Regions from separate parts of the Mus musculus genome. Here all the other regions are linked to region 1. The links are chromatin contacts, called in public HiChIP or PLAC-seq and promoter capture Hi-C maps. All regions are on one chromosome and are shown on one strand. The core of a region is the stretch at or near the end of the contact, and the rest is flanking DNA. Distances in the headings are between cores, read along the strand shown. Region 1 overlaps Ints10 (integrator complex subunit 10). Region 2 overlaps Gm33103 (a long non-coding RNA gene). Region 3 overlaps Gm33103 (a long non-coding RNA gene).

The links. HiChIP or PLAC-seq counts read pairs in DNA pulled down with a chosen protein or histone mark. Capture Hi-C pulls out chosen DNA fragments and counts their contacts.
Region 2: an H3K4me3 HiChIP or PLAC-seq map of bone marrow-derived macrophages shows a contact between it and region 1, with 2.8 times the contacts expected there. The contact joins two enhancer-like sites. A contact is called at or near these places in 1 of 15 datasets of contacts at CTCF or cohesin (the NIH/3T3 cell line), 1 of 484 Hi-C or Micro-C datasets (cortical neurons), 5 of 115 datasets of contacts at active chromatin or transcription factors (bone marrow-derived macrophages, cardiomyocytes, embryonic stem cells and 1 more) and 3 of 9 other capture datasets (adipose tissue, liver and pancreatic islet).
Region 3: a contact with region 1 is called in a promoter capture Hi-C map of adipose tissue. The contact joins two enhancer-like sites. A contact is called at or near these places in 1 of 484 Hi-C or Micro-C datasets (nephron progenitors), 4 of 115 datasets of contacts at active chromatin or transcription factors (cardiomyocytes, embryonic stem cells and kidney) and 2 of 9 other capture datasets (adipose tissue and pancreatic islet).

Annotation. Positions count from the first base shown.
Region 1 is chr8:68,820,900-68,824,557 of GRCm38.p6, reverse strand. It overlaps Ints10 (integrator complex subunit 10), which reads right to left. Exons shown (of 17, transcript NM_027590.4): 16 at 2,308-2,401. Among named protein-coding and RNA genes, the nearest start is that of Ints10, 29 kb to the right of the region's middle. Within about 2 kb of position 1,652, at least 64 of the 459 cell types and tissues checked have an H3K27ac peak or open chromatin away from gene starts, as enhancers often do. A contact at or near this core is called in adipose tissue and bone marrow-derived macrophages, where this site is marked.
Region 2 is chr8:68,994,506-68,998,163 of GRCm38.p6, reverse strand. All of the region lies in intron 2 of Gm33103 (a long non-coding RNA gene), which reads left to right. It overlaps Gm33052 (a long non-coding RNA gene), which reads right to left. Exons shown (of 4, transcript XR_001778572.1): 3 at 1,290-1,962. Among named protein-coding and RNA genes, the nearest start is that of Gm33052, 2.9 kb to the right of the region's middle. Within about 2 kb of position 1,758, at least 12 of the 459 cell types and tissues checked have an H3K27ac peak or open chromatin away from gene starts, as enhancers often do. A contact at or near this core is called in bone marrow-derived macrophages, where this site is marked.
Region 3 is chr8:68,974,191-68,977,848 of GRCm38.p6, reverse strand. The region is part of intron 2 of Gm33103 (a long non-coding RNA gene); the gene reads left to right. Among named protein-coding and RNA genes, the nearest start is that of Gm33052, 17 kb to the left of the region's middle. Within about 2 kb of position 1,913, at least 15 of the 459 cell types and tissues checked have an H3K27ac peak or open chromatin away from gene starts, as enhancers often do. A contact at or near this core is called in adipose tissue, where this site is marked.

The sequences.
Region 1 (3,658 bases), core at 403-2,902:
TGGGACCCATGGTTTTGCAGAATTCTGTAATAAAAATTTAGCACATTAGCTGGTAGTCACCCCAGAGAATATCTTTTTTTTTTTTCCATTTTGATCCAGTCTAATGCAACTATGGTACTGTGAATATCAGCATAGAAACATTTCTCTGATTTAACACAAATTAGAACAACATATCTATACAACAAATGAAGAACTGATGCCTCCTTGTGGCCTGGCACCAAGTGCCTGGTGTTTGTACTGTACCTGCTTGCATCCGAGATGCTACAACTAGGACGGACTCACAACCTTACCCCAAGGGGAGGAGAGGTACACTGCTCACAACATCTCTGCCACTCATCTGGAGGGACCACCCAAAAGGTCTGCAATGGCTTCAGAGAATTTGTTTGGAACCCAAAGGGAAAAGGAATATAGATAGTTTTATTCAAGAGTCTAATCACACCTCATTCAGTCAAAGCTCTGTCTTATGCAGTTTGATTCTCTTGGTGTCACTTAGGTAGAGATTATCTAAAATACAGATTTCAAATTCATATTGAGACCTCACAGAGAACATTCCTACAAGGTCAGATCGCTAGTTAATAATCCCTAGTCCTTTGTCCAAGCCAAGTCAACCATGGGTTTTTAGGAGGCTTATCTCCTATAGAAAGTTCAAGGAAATTTTGGTTGATCAAAGTGGGAGAGCCTTGGAAAGCAAGACAGAGGCCTCCTTGTACAAATAACTTTTCCAGTGACATTATCTGGGCAGTTGATATGTCCTCATTTTAAATTCCAAGTCTTAGGGACTATTTGCAGGTTGACACTGTTCAAACCAAGAGAATATGGGGACAGTGCAAAGGCCCAGTACAGTGAGGCTGGAGTTGAGGTCTGTAGAGTCATTCCCTCACTCTACCTCAGACATTCTCTTAGTCACGAGGCAATCCTCTGCAGATCGACTCGTGGTAGGGACAGTTGGGCTCTAGGACCATTCACAGTATGGCATTTTGAATCGTGGCTTATTGTTGAACTAAAAAACCTTGCTAAAGATATGCCAGCATAGTCAATTTCAGAACCTAGAAGTCCCCACAGAATAGGGGTTACCTGGGCTTCCATATATAGAAGCAACCTGTTCTTAAATGTGGTCAACAACACTTGGAACCATGCAGTTATGTCCCCCATCACTTTGGTTCATAATCAAAGTAGTAAATGGACAAGGGGAGAGGACAGTGTCTAGGACAACCTGACTACACAATCTCATCTACAAAGGTCCTCATATACTCCTAAGCATTTCCTTCGTTCCTTATAGGAACTGTTTAAGGCATGCAATATCATTTACAGGATGGGGAGGGGAGCTCCCATTCTTCTTTCTGCTCTTTAGGACAGATTCTACTGGGCCCTACTCTTGCTAAGATGCAATAAGGAAGGGATTGCTCACTATGGGACAAATTCCTTAGTTACAGAAACCCAACATAAGCATTTCTTTCTTACCTCTATCCTCCAACACCCCTAAGACTCTACAAAGACAGAGCAAAGGAAGGACTTTTGCTTTCAATAATTAAAAACTTGCTTCTGCCAAAACGGAGGGACAAAGCAGGTTTCCAGTCTCAGCAATGCACTCTTCCTGTTCTGGGCCGTCTCTTGTTGTAACTCTGACACTGACTTACAAACACAGAGTATGCAGGAAGTAAAGAAGGAAGTAAGCATGTGGCGCTTACAGTGGGGAGGATCTATTAGCCAAACTGCAGTGCGGACCGAGGAGAGAAGCAGGATTTATGAGCTAGTTAAACATCATGAGTGGTCACTAACTTGATCTTTTCATCTAAGATAACCTGGGTTTCTGTAGTAGCTTAAGGGTTCAGGGGCCACACTGGGGATGCACGTCCAGGGCCATTTTTGGGGAGCAGGTGTGTTTTAGAGGCACTAGAACCAGCTAATTTGCTTTGACTGCACAAGCAATGAGGAAGCTCAGAGAAGCTTAAGACAGTTTCTAAATAGAACCTGTAGATCCTCCCAATCCAGTACAATGTCAAGCACAGCTGCTTTCAATTAAATCAGAAATGAGTACTAAATTTTGGAAAGGAAAAGACATATAGAAATTTCTATCTAGTAAAAAATTTCCAAAGTAACAAAAATATCCCAATTTAAGCAACACTTTTCCCGCAGAAATGCACTAAGAAATGCATATCTTTAAGACACCCAGAACAAGTAGACCCTTGAAAACTGAGACCAGTTTGGAATCCTTTCCATTAAATTTCTGAAAGGTACAGAAATTTACAAATAGGTCATGCAGCACATGAAAGGCGAGCTTCGAAGAACAAAAGATCATCTGCTTACTTGATCAGCATTCCTTGATTTGGGAGTAATTCCAGATGAATCTTCCCTCCTTCTTGGGTTCTTAAATAAGCAAATTCCTCCAGCATATCAATGTCTGCAGGTCACATTCAGGTCAACCAACAGGTAACATGTTGCCCTGTTCTCCCAGGCGAAGAAACAGCTCTCAGCAGATAAAGAGCCTGCTTACCACCCTCCAACTAAGAACCACAGTCGGTTCCTGATCCAGATGCTGACTTTTACGTTAACCAAACTGCCCTATGGAAAGAAGCTCGTTGCACAAGAGGTGCCAGGCTGGGGTGGTAATGTCACTCAGCGACACGGGCGAGACTCATGCCTTGGGTGGACTGCATGAGCTCAAGCTTCAGACAAGCAAACTGGAAAGCATTAGCACATGGTCTCCCTGGAGAGACAAGCAAACGGATTCCACAGGGCCACCCGAGCCATTTCTTAGTTAAAATGACAAAAGCTAGCAGATAGGACGAATTGGGAGGATATTTGATGACAGAATGAGTTAGACAAAAAAAGATTATTTCTTCAGACCCAGCAGACAAGGTCTTCTGAGAATCCAGAGAACTCCATGCACAGTGTTAGATGGTGCATTCTTCTGGGGGAAAGTTATGTAACTTTCATTAGTCTTTAAAAAAAAAAATACTGGGGCTGGCGAGATGGCTCAGTGGTTAAGAGCGCCGACTGCTCTTCCGAAGGTCCCGAGTTCAAATCCCAGCAACCACATGGTGGCTCACAACCATCCGTAACGAAATCTGATGCCCTCTTCTGGAGTATCTGAGGATAGCTACAGTGTACTTACATATAATAAATAAATAAATCTTTAAAAAAAAAAATACTAAAAACCGCTGATCAGGCACTGGGAAATATGTAGTACACACATCCTACAACTTGAGAGGTTGTACTATGCAAAGCAAAGAAATGAAAGCAACCAAACCAGTGTTTGGTGTTGCCTCCATTCAAAGGCTGTCTTCCCTTCCAAGCATGCGAAGTCAAGTGCTGCCCGACTTAGAACTCTGCCTCATTCGCTTAACCTTTGGCAGCTCTGGTGGTGCAGGCCCAGTGCTAACACCTGATCCCAAAGGCAGCCTCTGTCCCAGGGGAGACCACTGGGATACTCTTTCCACAGAAAAAAAGCCGAGGTCTATGCTAAACCAACTGCTCTGGGCTGGCCAGAGGCTATTTTAACTGTGGGCATCTTGGCTGCCTTCTTGGGAGGAACAACAAACAGGCCCTGACTGTCCTGACTCCTTGAATTGTAGCTTTAAACTTCATTTGACTTTTACAAAGCAACTGCCACAGCTCCATTTCTAACTCTTACTCCTTCTTTCCCCACAAATAGTAA
Region 2 (3,658 bases), core at 509-3,008, 170 kb before region 1:
CCTCTTTTCCTTGGTGATTTTAGTTTTCTGATACAGGATACAAAGTCTGACTCTTCCTCACAGGCTGGCTTAGAACTCACTGTTGCCCAGGTGTGCTTCAAATTGGCAACCCTCTTGCCTTGGCCTGCCAACCACTGAGATCACAAGTACATGCCACCATGGCCCACAGAGATTTTTTCCAGTTATAAAATATTGTATGCTGTTGATAATAATGATCTGGTAGTAGAGTAAGTTACAATGGAGAGAGAGAGGAGAGAGAGAGAGAGAGAGAGAGAGAGAGAAAGAGAGAGAGAGAGAGAAAGAGAGAGAAAGAGAGAGAAAGAGAGAGAAAGAGAGAGAGAGGGAGAGAGAGAGTAATGATTCTGTGTTGTGGAAGAGAGGGGAGAAATTAAAAATTCAGCATGTAGGTAGAGTGTTGATGGACAGTTGGTAGGAATGTAGACAGGACACCCAAAGTAACAGGCAAAAACAGCACACATATGCCAGGAGTATTAGTAAATTTGATAGGGACAGCTGAGTTACAGTTTTTTTGTCATTGTTTTGCAACACTATTTATGTCATAAAGTCCCAAGAGAATGTTAAGTAGTGGCAAAGAGAAGTCAAATGAAAACCATGCTTTTATGAGCATGGCCAAACTGAAAAACATTGATGACAGCAAGCTTTGGCAAAGTGTGAGCATTGGCCATCACACACAGCAGCTAGGAAATGGTATAGCCACTTTTGGAAATAGCTTGGTCATTTCTTACCTTATGAACAAGGACTCTTACTCTAAAGTTTTAAACAAAGAGAATGGAAAATTTAGATTCACCTAGACATGAATGTCTACAGTACTGTTACTACTGAGCAGGTCAGAAGCAAGACAAACATCTGTCAACAGAAGAGCTGCTGAGTAAACATACACAAAAGGGCGCACTGCTTCATCTTAGCATAAAGGAGAGGACCTTGATACATGCCTCAGCAAGGATTGATCTCAAAGACATGATCCCGGGGGTTAGTGCACATGGGGAGAGGCAAAATCTAGTCTTAAATGGTATGTCCTGTGCCATTCCATTTATATCCTGCCCAGAAGAGAAGGTCACAGTGATGGAGAACAGACTAATTGTTGCTAGAGAAACAGTGGATGGGGTATGTTATGAGGAAGTAGAACTCAGGAGAATTATTGGAATGGTCCATGTCCAGTGTTTAAATTCATAAAATTGACATCAACGAAGCAGTCAGTGTTACTGTATGCTAAGTTTTACATTCTTTCACCAGAACCATGGGGAGGACATGAGGGGCATGTTCCTTACCTTTATTTCCAAGGTGGAGTTGAGAGTGGAGACACCTTCTTTGTAGGGCAGCATACTAGAAGGAGGGTTGAATTTTCTCCTGGCTCCAGCACTTGCAGTCAGTCTCCCAGCTCTCCTTATGATGCACATGAATCGATATCTTTAACAACTCCCCTTCTTGTTTGAAATTCTTAAAAACACCAATGTATAAATTCCATACTCCCTCACCTAATTCTTAGTTATTAGTTGGGGACTGATTATATTTTACCAAATACATTTTTAGTTTATAGGTGATTCTAATAGGCAGTATGTAGTTAGGGTTGAAAACCATTGAGTTAGACGAAGAAAGTGGAGGTCAAATTCAGAAGACTAAGTGGAATTGTCTTAAAGGGTAACAATAGGCCATGGAGGGAACTGGATGAGATAGGGCTGTGCAGGCCAGCTGAGCAGGGGAGGGAAGGGCTAAATCATGCAGAGTTCCTTTTACTTCCCATGAGATCACCCTTGGTGTTATTCAGGCAGACTGTAGTGGTAAAACTGCATGTGGAGAGGGCTGTGCTCTTCACAGGACTCAGCTCTTGGATCTTTCCATGGGTGCCTCTGACAGCTGTGTGACTAGCAAGGCATATGCTGGGAATGCTGTGAGATGCATCTGCACGGGAAACAAGCAAGGAGGGAATACCCCACCATAATCCTGTAAGGAGAGTACAAGTGTGGTTATGAAAAGATCGTATATGTATGGCCACACATGATGGCCTAGGTTTAGATGATAAATATACTCAGAGGTTTAAAGTGCTTACCAGCTGCCTGGTGCATAATAAAAACACAGTAAATATTATGGGAGAAATTTAAAAAGCGTCTGGAAAACGTTTCAACATTTTTTCCTTTCTGTGAGTAATAGTCACTCACGTCTCCAAAGGGTTGTGATAGTTGAGAAAACTGCTTGACTCTCATCAGATCTATTTCCTAGAACTACTGGACCTTGGGGGACATTTATGACTTGGCACATGCTCAAGTAGTTGTTTGTAGCAAAAATATTTCTACCATTGATGGGTCCTGAAGACTAGTGATTCAAAACACATTTCTGGGGCCATGGGTGGCTTAAAACATGTAAAGAAACATTGCACAGTAATCTGACCAGAGTTCCCTATGGAGATAAGAACAAGGGTTCATAAGAGATCATAACCCTCCTTTGTCCTAGCTGGCACCTCACATTGAGGGTTCTTGTTGAGGCCCACAAGACAAGGTCAAGTTCATGTCTCTGTGTTGATTACTTTTTTGTTGCTAAGTCTAGCTACCTGACAGGAAGAACTTAAACAAGGAAAGTTGTGTTTTAGCTCGTGGTTTCAGAGGGATGTGAGTTCTTTATAATGTGAAGCAGGGGGGCGGGGGGAGGAGCTTGTGCCAGTGGCTCATCACACAATTACTGAATAGAAAGATCCTGGGTTGAGTACAACTTTTAAAGACCAATCTTTAGTTACGTTCTTGTTTTTGTTTGTTGAGACATGGTCTTATACTGTCCAGGCTGGTAAACTTCTTATATAGCTGAGCCTTGAACTTCTGATCCTCCTGACTCTTCTCCCTAATGCTGAGATTGCCAGTATATGACACTGGGCTAGGGTTACCAGTGACCTATTTTTGCTGCCAGGATTTACTTTCTAAGTGCTCCATAGCCTTTAAAATAACACCACAAGTTGGGAGCTAAGTACTCAAAAAACATGAGCCCCTTGGAAATACTCCAGATTCAAATCATTAGTTTGTTTTGGAGATAGTCTCACATACATGTTGGGAAATAGTCCTTGCTGTATGTTGGGCTCTGTGCTTTGCTTTCATATCTGTGATCTTACTACCTATGTGGCAGTCTGTAAGGAGAGTCGTGTGAATAATAAAAATCACACAAATAAGAAAATTTAGGCCCTTCCTCCTATTCTTTCATAAGAGTCCCCACATTTCATCTATTGTTTGGTTGTGTGCGTCTGCATCTGTCTGGTGAGCTGGTGGGTGGAGCCTCTTAGAAGACAGCCATGCTAGATTCTTGTCTGCAAGCCTAACAGAGTATATATCATTATTAGTGTCATTAATTAGCCAGGCATGGTGGCGCATGCCTTTAATCCCAGCACTTGGGAGGCAGAGGCAGGCGAATTTCTGAGTTTGAGGCCAGCCTGATCTACAGAATGAGTTCCAGGACAGCCAGGGCTACACAGAGAAACCCTGTCTCGAAAAACCAAAACCAAAACCAAAACCAAAACCAAAACCAAAACCAAAACCAAAACAAACCAACCAACCAACCAAACAAAAATATCGTCAGGAATTGGTTGGTGCTTGTCCATGGGATGTGTCTCAACTTGGGCTGGTGGTTATTGGTTGGCCACTCTGCTAGACTCTGCTCC
Region 3 (3,658 bases), core at 664-3,163, 150 kb before region 1:
TTTTCCTTATTTGTTTCTAGCTCCTCTTTTGACCTGTGACCTCAATGGCAAAATTCCATCTTCCAGTTTTGACTTTTGGCATCCCCTACATAAAATATAACTTGCCTGGGAGTCATGTTACTGTCCATGATGCCTCCAGGGTCACACTCTGTGTAGCTTCAAGGAAGTCGGTTCATAGACTCAGGCAGTGAACACTGGTCTTTGATTCTTATGCTTATACCAAATCCTCCAAAACTGTGGGCTGCAAAGTATTTCTGTATGATGTCTTTTAGGGTCTTCAGTAGTGTTTCAACAGATCACTGATCGTGGGGCAGTATGATAAATAGAGTCTTCGGGATGGTTGTCTATTAAACAACAGATCTGCTAAACTAATAAACTCAGTTATAGATAAAGCACATTTCCTCTTACATAATCTTTCCTTGTGCTAGTCAGACTATAGTAGGGAGGAAAACAGCTGCTTTCTCAGGGAGCATTGTGTCCCCTGTACTTACTGCAAATTACGGAAGGGTGACCACAATCATGGGCTTTCCCAGGCACTACCTCCCAGCTCCTGAGTTTTCTAACGCTAGTGAAGAAATTGACTTGCTAGCAAGGTGAGAGCAAGCAGGCAAAGAGCAGAAAGCTTACTCCTTCTATGTCCTTAGACATAGGCTTTCATGTCCTTATGTAGGCTTTCAGTAGAATGTGTTGCACAGATTAAAGGTGTGTCCTCCTTCCTCAAGATCCAGATTAAAGGCAGGTATCTTCCTGCCTCCTAAGTCCAGACTAGAAATGGATCTACCCACTTCAAACCAAGGAAAAAAATCTCTCACTGGTGTGCTCTTCATTTCTAGATTGTAGTGAGGTTGACAATCAAGAATAGCTATAACAGTCACCAACAATTTTGCTGGTCTCAGCAACTGCTAACAGATTTGTTCATTTTATTTCATTTGTAACTTACTTATTTTTTATTTTGTATGTAGTTCTACCAGCTCTCAAGAGTGTATTGACTACTTGAATCCATTATTATGTATTGTTCATTATGTTAGATCTCTAATTATCTAATTATCAGTGGAAACTCTGGAAGGCACCCAGAAATGTGCTTTGCTAATCACTGAGGCATTTATCAACCCAATCAAACAGATGATCTTCCTTTTGAGTTATGGGGCCACTGAAAAACCATGGACCAAATAAAGAACTTCTTCATAAATAGAGGTTTGTCACCAATAGAATACCACAGACCAGACAAATGTTTAATATATACTGTTAATGTATACATTAAATTATACATTAATGTATAATGTTAATGTAATGAAGAACACTTGAATGGGAACCAGAGGGTAAAAGTTCTAAACTCTGACAAGACAGAAAAAAAATCACTTTAGTAGGTTTGCATTGTCTCAATATAATGTACAGACATTTTAGCTTATTCCTAAGATCCTGGCAACATGATAGCCTAACGCTGGCAATTTCATCGGAGTCTTAGGACTACTCAGTATCAATTTTAGACAACGACTCAGCACAGCATATTGCTTGTACTTCCATACTTGCTCAAGGTGCTGGTTAATTTCCCATTGTTTTTTGCAACCATTTGGGATTGTTGGAAATTTCTAATTCATCACATCTTGATTATGAAGTATACTAATCTCTAGTTTACTATTTTAATCACATTTTGAAACTAACCCTAATTATTCAGGTTCATCAAGTCTTCAAACTGTAAACAAATGAATGTTCATGATTAAAACCATCCCTTCGTAGCTGGACAGTTTCAGGAGTTCAGAGGGATTAGAGCTATTGAAGTCTAAGTTTCTCAGACTATGAGGTCTCCAAGGTTACTTGGCCTAAAATGGTTTGTATTTTTAGAAACTGGCATGGAATCCTTGTTGGGAAACATGTGAGAAGCTTCCTGCCGCAGTATTTGGCTGGACTCAAGAGTCTGGTGTCTGTTTTGTGTTTGGTGACAAGGTGAACAAGTGTGTGGGAATATAGGGTCTGACTCACTCTTGCTCATTTTGGATTCAGAACCAAAACAATACTCTCTTAAGGGCTTTCTTTTTTGGGGGGAGGGGGATGAACTTTTTTTTTTATTAATTAGGTATTTTCTTCATTTAGATTTCCAATGCTACCCCATAAGTCCCCCAAACCCTCTTCCCCCCCTCCCCCCTCCCACTCCCACTTCTTGGCCCTGGCATTCCCCTGTACTGAGGCATATAAAGTTTGCAAGACCAATGGGCCTCTCTTTCCACTGATGGCCGACTAGGCCATTTTCTGCTACATATGCAGCTAGAGACACGAGCTCCAGGGGGTACTGGTTAGTTCATATTGTTGTTCCACCTATAGGGTTGCAGACCCCTTTAGCTCCTTGGGTACTTTCTCTAGCTCCTCCATTGGGGACCCTGTGATCCATCCAATAGCTGACTGTGAGCCTTCACTTATGTTGTTTGCTAGGCCCCGGCATAACCTCGCAAGAGACAGCTATATCAGGGTCCTTTCAGCAACATCTTGCTAGTGTGTGCAATGGTGTCAGCGTTTGGGGGCTGATTATGGGATGGATCCCCGGGATGGCAGTCTTTAGATGGTCCATCCTTTCGTCTCAGCTCCAATCTTTGTCTCTGTAACTCCTTCCATGGGTGTTTTGTTCCCAATTCTAAGAAGGAGCAAAGTGTCCACATCTTAAGAGCTTTCTAAAACAGGTTTGGGAACTTGAGGGTTTCAGTATTAGAAGATATATGATTCTTGGACTAATTCTGAAAGACCCTTTCTTTTTTTCTTTTTTTTCTTTTCTTTTTTTTCCCTTGTATTTTCTTTATTTACATTTCAAATGTTTTCCACTTTCCAAGTCTCCCCTTCGGAAACCTCCTATCCCATCCCCCTTCTCCCTGCCTCTATGAGAGTGCTCCTTTCCCTACCCACTCCTGTCTTCCCTCCCTGGCATCCCCCTACACTGACGCATTGAACACCCTCAGGCCCAAGGGCCTCTCCTCCCACTGATGTACAACAAGGCCATCCTCTACCACATATGTGGCTGGAGCCGTGGGTCCCTCCATGTGTACTCTTTGGTTGGTGGCCCAGTCCCTGGGAGCTCTGGGACTGGGTGGGTGGGGTTTGACCTGTTGATGCTGTTGATCCCTCTATGGGGCTGCAAACCCCTTCAGCTTCTTCAGTACCTTCTCCAAGTCCTCCATCGGAGACCCTGCCTCAGTCCAATGGTTGGCTGCAAGCATCTGCCTCTGTATTTGTTAGGCTTTGGCAGTGTCTCTCAGGAGACAGCTATATCAGGCTCCTGTCAGCAAACCCTTTCCAGCATCCACAATAGCTTCCAGGTTTGATGACTGTATATGGGATGGATCCCCAGGTGGGGCAGTCTCGGGATGGCCTTTTCCTTCAGTGCTCCATACTTGCTCCTGTGAGTGTTTTGTTCTCCATTCTAAGAAGCACTGAAGCATCCACACTTTGGTTTTCCTTCTTCTTGGGCTTCATATAGTGAAAGACCCTTTCTTATTTCATGTTTGGCATATGGCAGCAGTGAGGAGGAGACCTGTACAGCTTCTATTCTCTGAGGAGGAAAAGAACCCAGAGATTCAATGCAGTAAGAATCTGAAAGATCTTGGCTATATGTTATTAAGTAAATAAGCTTTAAGATCTCTTAAGCCAGGCGGTGGTGGCACACGCCTTTAAT